Linked DNA regions of Pan troglodytes: region 2 is linked to region 1. The links are chromatin contacts, called in public Hi-C maps. All regions are on one chromosome and are shown on one strand. The core of a region is the stretch at or near the end of the contact, and the rest is flanking DNA. Distances in the headings are between cores, read along the strand shown.

The links. A called contact is a pair of places that touch in the nucleus more often than the background predicts.
Region 2: a Hi-C map of stem cell-derived neural progenitor cells shows a contact between it and region 1, with 2.2 times the contacts expected there. The contact joins the promoter of C1H1orf21 here to the enhancer-like site in region 1. A contact is called at or near these places in 1 of 7 Hi-C or Micro-C datasets (stem cell-derived neural progenitor cells) and 1 of 1 datasets of contacts at active chromatin or transcription factors (stem cell-derived excitatory neurons).

What each region holds. Positions count from the first base shown.
Region 1 is chr1:64,520,460-64,524,615 of NHGRI_mPanTro3-v2.0_pri, reverse strand. All of the region lies in intron 3 of C1H1orf21 (chromosome 1 C1orf21 homolog), which reads left to right. It also overlaps the pseudogene LOC107969548. Among named protein-coding and RNA genes, the nearest start is that of EDEM3, 180 kb to the right of the region's middle. Within about 2 kb of position 2,070, at least 3 of the 24 cell types and tissues checked have an H3K27ac peak or open chromatin away from gene starts, as enhancers often do. A contact at or near this core is called in stem cell-derived neural progenitor cells, where this site is marked.
Region 2 is chr1:64,708,077-64,712,232 of NHGRI_mPanTro3-v2.0_pri, reverse strand. It overlaps C1H1orf21 (chromosome 1 C1orf21 homolog), which reads left to right and starts at 2,071. Exons shown (of 6, transcript NM_001242610.4): 1 at 2,071-2,424.

The DNA of each region.
Region 1 (4,156 bases), core at 821-3,320:
GAAACCCCATCTCTACTGAAAATACAAAAATCAGCCACGCGTGGTGGCATGCACCTGTAATCTCAGCTACTCAGGAGGCTGAGGCAGGAGACTCACTTGAACCGGGAGGCGGAGGTTGCAGTGAGCCAAGATCACGCCACTGTACTCTAGCCTGGGAGACAGAGCGAGACTCCTTCTCAAAAAAAAAAAAAAAAAAATACACTTCAGTCAAGTGGATGCCACCTTGTATGTAAGTCTCATGGTGTAGGCACTCTCTCAGCCCATGATCACTCTGGATGCTTGCAGAGATCTTCTGTCAGAATCAACTTTGTTTCTAATGGAGGAAAAAAAACTATTTTAATATAGTCATTATTGCTGTATGTCATTGTAAACAGCCTATTAACCCTTTTCCATTTACCCTGAGAATACTCACTGATGGCACTTGCAGCTGCAGCGTTTACCCCGAGATAACTTTCATCATGCAAAATCTCTTTTAATATTATTTTCACATCACTCTAGTATATCGACTTTGGAAACAAAAGACATCATTCTATTCATACCATTCTGTTTTTAGTAGTGGTATTTCCATTTACAAAATACAGTAATTCTCAATCACTTAAAATGTCAAGTCCTAGAAAACGTAACATTCCTACGCGTGATGTTAACATCATTCTCGAAGAGTTCTTGGCCGAAGATTCATTTGATGAATCCGATTTTTCCGAAATAGACGTTTCTGATGATTCAGACAATTCTGATGTTAGTTTTGTTTAGAAATAACTCCAAAAACGGTTTGTGTATTTTATTTTCACATTGAAAGTCAGATTTGCTTCAGCCTCAAAGAGCATGTTTACGTAAAATTAAATAAGTGCTGGCAGCGAGCTTCACTTTTTTTTTCTACACAGGAAAAGCGTTAACAGTTACTTTGAAAAAATAATATGATAAGTGGTGAATAATGTGGAGTATTGGTGGCCTGGAATTAAAAATTCAACCTGGATGACAGGTTCATTCATACCCCAAACCTCAGCATCAAGCAATATATCCTTGGTACAAACCTTCACATGTACCCCCTGAATATAAATTAAAAGTTGAAATCTTTAAAAAATTAAAAATAAAATAAATAAAAAATTCAAACTGCCTTTTACTTCAAAGTAGAAATGAAGATAGGCCGGGCACCATGGCTCATGCCTGTAATCCCAGCACTTTGGGAGGCCGAGGCAGGCAGATCACCTGAGGTCAGGAGTTCGAGACCAGCCTAGCCAACATGGCGAAACCCCATCTCTACTAAAAGAAAAAAAAAATACAAAAATTAGCTGGGCGTGGTGGTACACGCCTGTAATCCCAGCTACTCGGGAGGCTGATACAGGAGAATCGCTTGAACTCAGGAGGTGGAGATTGCCGTGAGCTGAGATCACGCCACTGCACTCCAGCCTGGGTAACGGAGCAAGACTCCGTCTCAAACCAAAACAAAAAAAAGAAGTGAAGATAATATATACCTTGGAAACATCGGAAGACTCAAACATTTTGTGATTCTAAGTGATTGTGAAAACTCTGATGTCAGATGCATCTGAAAAGTTTAAATTGTTTCATGAAATGTGCGTATGGAAAAAGTAATACTTCTAAATATGATTTTCACATAATATGTGAACTTAAATATATATGTCACTGAATTAACAAACCATATAAGTAGTCAGCTGAAGGTTTCAACCACATCCCTAAAGGATTATGTATTTATGTTTGCCAAGACACATTTCTGAGGATCTCATTGGAAAGACAGGAACCACTTTACATTTAGACCTATATGATTCATTAAAGCTCCTAATCATGTTCTTTAACTTTTTTTTTCTTTGCCTTTTACTCAAGTAGGAAAAGATTTTCACTTAAGTGGAGAGGCAAGGAATAAGGGCAAAAGGAAACTGGCTCTTAAGACTGACTTGACTAGCAGGACCTAGGGCGTGAAAAAGAATGGAGAGAATGTGCTTATTATATCTTTAATGAACCCTTAATTTGAAAGCCTCCTAGTGAAAGAGCCTCAGAGGGAAGAGCCGTAAGAGCAGCAGGGGATGTGGCTCATTTGTTCTCACTCTTTCTCCCTGACCAGCAGCTGTCCCTGTCGGGCTGCGGAGGGCCCAGTCCTGTCACTATCCCGCATCCACAGGACGAGCTCAGCTCGCGTGTCTTAGGGGAATGCACACCAAATTTGAGGGCAAGTGTGAAGAAAGAAAGTATGGGAGTTTTTAAGAAAGCTTCTAAAAGGCTGAAAAGATATGCAAATGAAGAAACTCGGGGCTCAACACACCACTTTAAAGGACTACAGGATCAATTCTGTTTGCAGAGTTTAGAATGAAGATATTTCTAGCAGTACATTTCTCAAAAAGGAAAGAAGGGAGAAAAAAAGAATGGCACTTAGTCTCTATTGCTAAATACCGTATTTCAATTTTGAAGAACATTTTTAACCCAAATTCTAGCTACAACCAGTCTCTTCCTAGCAGCCTTGGACTAAAAGTACCTCAGAAATAGAACAATGCCAGATTTGATTATTGACTGTTCAGATTGTGTATAGAAATCTAGTGACTGGCTCCACATTGTAAAATAATTATAGCACAACAGAGATGACTCTTGTATTAGTTAAAAAGCCAAGAAGATGAAGGGGTACACTGTTAAAATATTGACTTCCCTTCATTTACTCTGACTTCTGATGGGAAGAGGTTGCAGAGGGGTATGGAAGAGGGTGTATGAGTAAGGACCTAAATTTACAATTAACCAGGACTAATCATAGAAGTGCTAGAAGAAGTAATAAATGAAAACAATCCATTTTTTCCATTAGTGAAAAACTTAAAACCCCCTGTATGTGAAAACACAAAAAGGTAAAAAAAAAAAAAAAAAAAGAACTTTAAAAAAATCATAATACATGCAACAGAATCCATACATTTTATATCTATGTATACTAATAGAAAAAAATTTTAATACAAACAGTTCATACCAGATGAATTAGAGAGGCTTTAACTATGGCTTCTCTTCTCCTAGCAAACCCCCTGACCCCTGCTAAGAGACCCCCCAACCCCTTAATACAGTGTAGGCGCCTGACTAAAGGTAGGCTAACCAGTGTTTCCCTGGGATGCTTGTAATTGATACAAACAGGAAGACCCTCTTGCCTGTTGGGCCACAGAGGTGGAAGGATTGAATCTGGGGTTGCCAGGAGGTCATGAAAAAAAAATGAAACCAAAGTGACAAGCAAAAATGGGAGACGGGGACAGAGGGCATTGCTTGACTCCCTGAATCCAGTCAGGCCCAAGCCTGATCAGCTTCATTCCTGTTAGGTAAACCAACATATCACTTTTCTGCAGAGGTAAATCAAGTTGAGTTTCTGTCACTTTTTTTTTTTTTTTTTTTTTGGCATAGAGTCTCACTCTGTCACCCAGGCTGGAGTGCAGTAGTACAATCTCAGCTCACTGCAACCTCCACCTCCTGGGTTCAAGCAATTCTCCTGCCTCAGCCTCCTGAGTAGCTGGAATTATAGGCATGCGCCACCACATCCAGCTAATTTTTGTACTTTTAGTAGAGATGGGGTTTCACCATGTTGGCCAGGCTGGTCTCGAACTCCTGACCTCAGGTGATCTGCCCACCTGGGCCTTCCAAAGTGCTGGGATTACAGGCGTGAGCCACCGCACCCGGCTTCTGTGGCTTTTGAGGGAAGGAGTCCTAACTGCTACAGAACAGACAGTTCTCAGAACCTTCTATCCTCTCACTGTCTTGCCAGTTCCTCTGCTCTGTCCTCATTGGCACTGCCGTGTGCATTGCCCTAGCCAACTGAAATTTCTTCTCCCTCTATTGTCCAGGGTCCTCTCAAGCCTCCACTACCACCCAGCTTCAGGCCCACCCTTGTGTAGTCACAGTCTATGGCAATGCTCAACTAAACTGACTGTCCTGTTTTCCTCCCCAGGATTACTGCAGCAGGCTCCTAAGCAGCCTCCCTACCTCCAGTTCTCATGGGTACTGCTGCCCGAGTGGTCTTTCGAGAATTCAGATCCACTCTTGTGACTTTCCTGCTTAAAACCCTTCAGAGGCTCTCCCCATGACTTTTGGAATAAAACCCCAAATCCTTAATTTGTCTTGCAAGGCCCTGGGGATCTGGCAGAGGTGCACGGCTCAGCTTCATCCCCTGCCGGCCTGCACTCTG
Region 2 (4,156 bases), core at 822-3,321, 190 kb before region 1:
TGTAGATGAGAGAAGGAAAAAGGAGGGGGAAGAACAAAACTTATTGTGCTCAAAGATCCTTTTATATGGATGTACACACACACACACACACACACACACACACCCCTCAGTTATGTATTTATTTCATTTTACCACAGGCAAAAGTTTCAGGCAGGGCATAAAAACCCAAGGGAAGAGTGGATTACATTTGAATAAATCCATCAGCTGTGTCCATTCTCCTCCCTAACTTTTCAGAAGGAATGGAAAGAGAATAAAATTCTACCAAATTTGAGTTTAAAATAATCAAGTCTGAAACAATAGCTTCTATTTATTGAGTTCTCACCCATGTGTCAGGCACTATGCAAAGTGTTTTACATGCATTGCCACCTCGTTTTTTCTTTTTACTTTCACAAGCTTATGAGGTAGGAACGATCATTATCAATGCCTTTACAGATGAGGAAAGAAAGAAGAAATGAAACAAGTCACCAGTGGTGCAAGGGATGGGGCTGGCTGCCCCTGATTGAAATCTCAATTTGTCTACCCTCCCTTCTTAACCGCTCCTTTCCAAGAGGCTAGACTACAAAAAATTTGGGCTCCAAGGAGAAGTATGAACCAGAATATGGATATTTTGTAAAAATGGAATGTAAGTTGAGGTTCCTGAACAATGTGATGTTAGGCAGGGTGCGGTGGAATTGGCCTGTAGTCCCAGCTACTTGGGACGCTGAGATGGGGAAGATCCCTTGAGGAGGATCTCTTGGGTTCAGGAGTTCGAATCCAGCCTTGGCAGCAGACCCCATCCCTGAAAACAATAAAAGTTAAAACAACAACAGTGGGATACTAGTCTTTTAATTTGAAAAAAAAAAAAAAAGGGTGGAGAAAGGGAAAACCAGTTTTCAAAAAAGGCCAATTTCCTAGACATTAGTGGTTGATTACTAACTCATTTCATTAAACTAAATTATGAATTGGCTTTTCTCGTCAGTGTCACCGCTCTGATGGCGTTCTTTTCCATTTTCCATCTTCACCCTGGCCGAATGTGGGAAATGATCTGGTTTGTGCATAATCCGCGAGGCCCAGGGAGGATCTTTTGCCCCTATTGTTTTCTTGGGTGTTCTCACTCTGGGGGCCTGACATTCCTCGCGTGTCTAAGGCAATGAGGGAGCAGTGAAGCGCGGGGAAGCCGCACAAAAGACATCCAAAGGCTATCAATGGAAAAAGATCAATTAGGTGCACACAAGAAACACCCAATATGCCAGGGAAGAGAAAAATACCCTTTTCCAGAGGGTGGGAAATTGATCGAGCTTCTGTGAGGGTCCACAAAGAACTGGACGGATGCAGTGGTGGATGGCGATCTCTCTGGACCACTCCGGACGCGCCCAGCAGACGCAGCCTACGCCTTTAGGTCCTAGGAGGCTGAGAAGGGTGGGGAGAGGGGCGCAGCACGATCTTGTGTCTTTCCTCCCCGTGCCGCCTCTACCGAATCGCGGATGCTTCATTAATCTTGCAGGCGCCGCAGCTCGGGTCAGTATGGAGGCGGATCGGTGGCAGGGCCCGGGCCTCTGGGCTGCGCCCGCCCGTTCAGCCTGGCCCGGGAGGGGAGCGGCCGCGCGGTGGGCCAAAGACGCCCGGCCTTCCCTCCGTCTGCTTCCAGCAGGCACGGCCGGGAGGCTGGGCTCAGGGGCTGACCCGAATCTCCCCTAGAGCTGGGCCCACCCGGCTGCCCCCCGAGCAGCCTCGCCGCTCCCACGCCACGGCCCAAGTGACAGGCCCGGGAAGGCCGGACGGGACGCAGTCTTCCCGCCGGGGTCTTCCCTCCGGCTGGCCGGCCGCTGCAGGGCGCGCGCACACACACACGTACACACACACACACACCTGCCCACACACACACACACACACACACTGCCACCTCCTTCCCGCCCCGCAGCCCTAGCAGCCCCCAACCCGCTCCCCAGCGCGCTGCGCCCCGGCGGCCTCCGCAGGCCCCGCCCCGGGGAGGAGAGCCAGGCGCGCGCTGGAGCTAGGCTCGGGGAGGGGCCGGCGGTGGGGGAGTGTCTGCTGCCCCCGCCCCTCGAGTGAGTGACTGAGCGAGGAGCTCCTCTCCCTCGCTCGCTCCTCGCAAGCTCCCGCTCGCTCCCTGCCCACTCCCGGGGGGACGTTCCGTGCCGCGGCCGCCGCGGCCGCTGCTTCTTTCACACTTTAGTTGGGAGCTGCGCGCCGCGCTCAGTTACTGGAGAGCTGGCCGCGCGCCGCCGCCTCCCGCACGCTTGCACGCGGGCCCGGCTTCGGGGTTTTGGGTTCTTACTCCAAGCGGCGGGGAGGAGGGGGAGCCCCGGACACACTGTGGGAAGGAGGAGGAAGAAGAGGAGGAGGGAGGAAGAAAAAAGACGAGGAGGACAGGGGCGGGGGGCGGGAGGCTTGCCACCTTCAGCCCCCCCGCGAACGCCCAAGGTAAGTGTGAGCCATTGCCTGCTCTGGGGCGGGGGGAGCTGGCGGTGCAGCCCGCCCCGGCTCGGCTACCCGGGCATCCCCGGGTGGGCAGGGAGGGAGGCCTGCGGGGTGTCTGCCGCACGGAAGGGATGGGAGCCGCGGTCGTGGCGCTGCCTGCGCGGGGCCCGGGCCGGGGCTGCTGCTGGTGCGGGGCTGGCGGGGTTGCTGCCAGGGACGGAAGCTGGGGTGGGGGAGCCGCGAGGGGCGTCTGCCGGCCTGGGCGGAGGGGCTGGGATGTGGTCGGGGCTGCTGACGACTTTCGTCACATCGAGGCCTGGGTGGCTGGTGTTAGACACCCCTTCCTTCCCACCCGCACCCTGCCGCCCTCAGCCTTCCTGCTCTCCTCTAGCTTTGCATGTAGCCACCGTACTTTGCAAGCCAGAGCTTGAAAGGAAAAACACAATTTAGGATCCTTTGCTAAGTATCCAAGTCCCTTCTCCCGCTCCGACTGATTGATGTGTTTGTGTGGGTGGTTTGACCCCCGGGATTTCTGAAGTTTTGACCTTTTTGGGGTGGCTTGTTTCGTTGCATCTGTTTGCCCACCTCGGTGTATTTATTATTCGTGCCCATGCGAGGCAGTCAGAGGGTGCTTGGTTATTGTACACGAAACAGATTTCACTCTCCTCTGCAGGCAGTTCGCGAAGTGCCGCCGCCGAGGCTGCCTTTGGTCTGCTGGTTAATGTCCTTTCCCTATCATCCACCCTGCTCCCTCCCTCTACGGAGGGTTAGTTTTTGTTTTTGTTTTTGTTTTTTCCTTTCCACTTACTGTTTGTGTGAGAGAAGTCCTGGGCTTATTTCTCTTCTAAAGCTCTGAATGGCTCAGGCATGTCGGTAAAATTTGGGGTGGTCCTCTTTGCTCCAAGAGTTGCATGGCCAAAGATAAAAATATGCACACATAAACACGCATTAATTCTGAGAGACGGCAAGCAGTTTGAGAGAGAAATAATTTGTTTTCAATAGGAAGTCGGTGACCTATGGGATCTCTTCCATTGCCGGTGGGTTAGGAAAATTGTTTTAAAATAGATAGTGCTTGTGTTGTCCGTGGCTGGAAGACAGCCATAGTTCAGTTACTGAAGCAACTCTGAAAGTGATACACCCTGGGCACCCAGAACCTCAGTAAAGACACACGTAGTCTGACTCAGATGTTAGGAAGGGGACTGACACACCATAGATTCCATGGAGTATTTCTTTCTTTCTTTTTTTTTTTTTTTTTTTTTTTTTGTAGGAGACTGTCCAGACCGTTTGGGGAAATGACAAGTTCATTACACAGACAGATGTAATGAACACCTCCCTATTCAAGGGGATGGGTTCAGCTTCTGCCTAATAGGAATAACCTTTTGATTTGATAGAATTGGAATGTACCAGGATAGAAACAAACATAGGTGGAGTGGGCCTGAGCTACTTCAGCACTGTTGTGGGGAGAAGGTGATGTTTCTGAAGGGTCTTTTAAGTTCAAGATGCTGAATTTGGAGTTTTCCCCCCTTTTTCATATTGTCTAGAGCTGGATTGTAGGATCAATAGAACATGTTCCACGTTGGCTGTTTGGAAATGCAATTGTCAGACATGGAAATTAATTTGGATTGGATCACCTATTTTTGTTTTGCTACTTACAAAGTAGGAAGTACCAGTGATAGGACAACGGAGTGTATTTATAGGCGTTAAACCAATGCTGGGACTGGTACTTCACAGATCA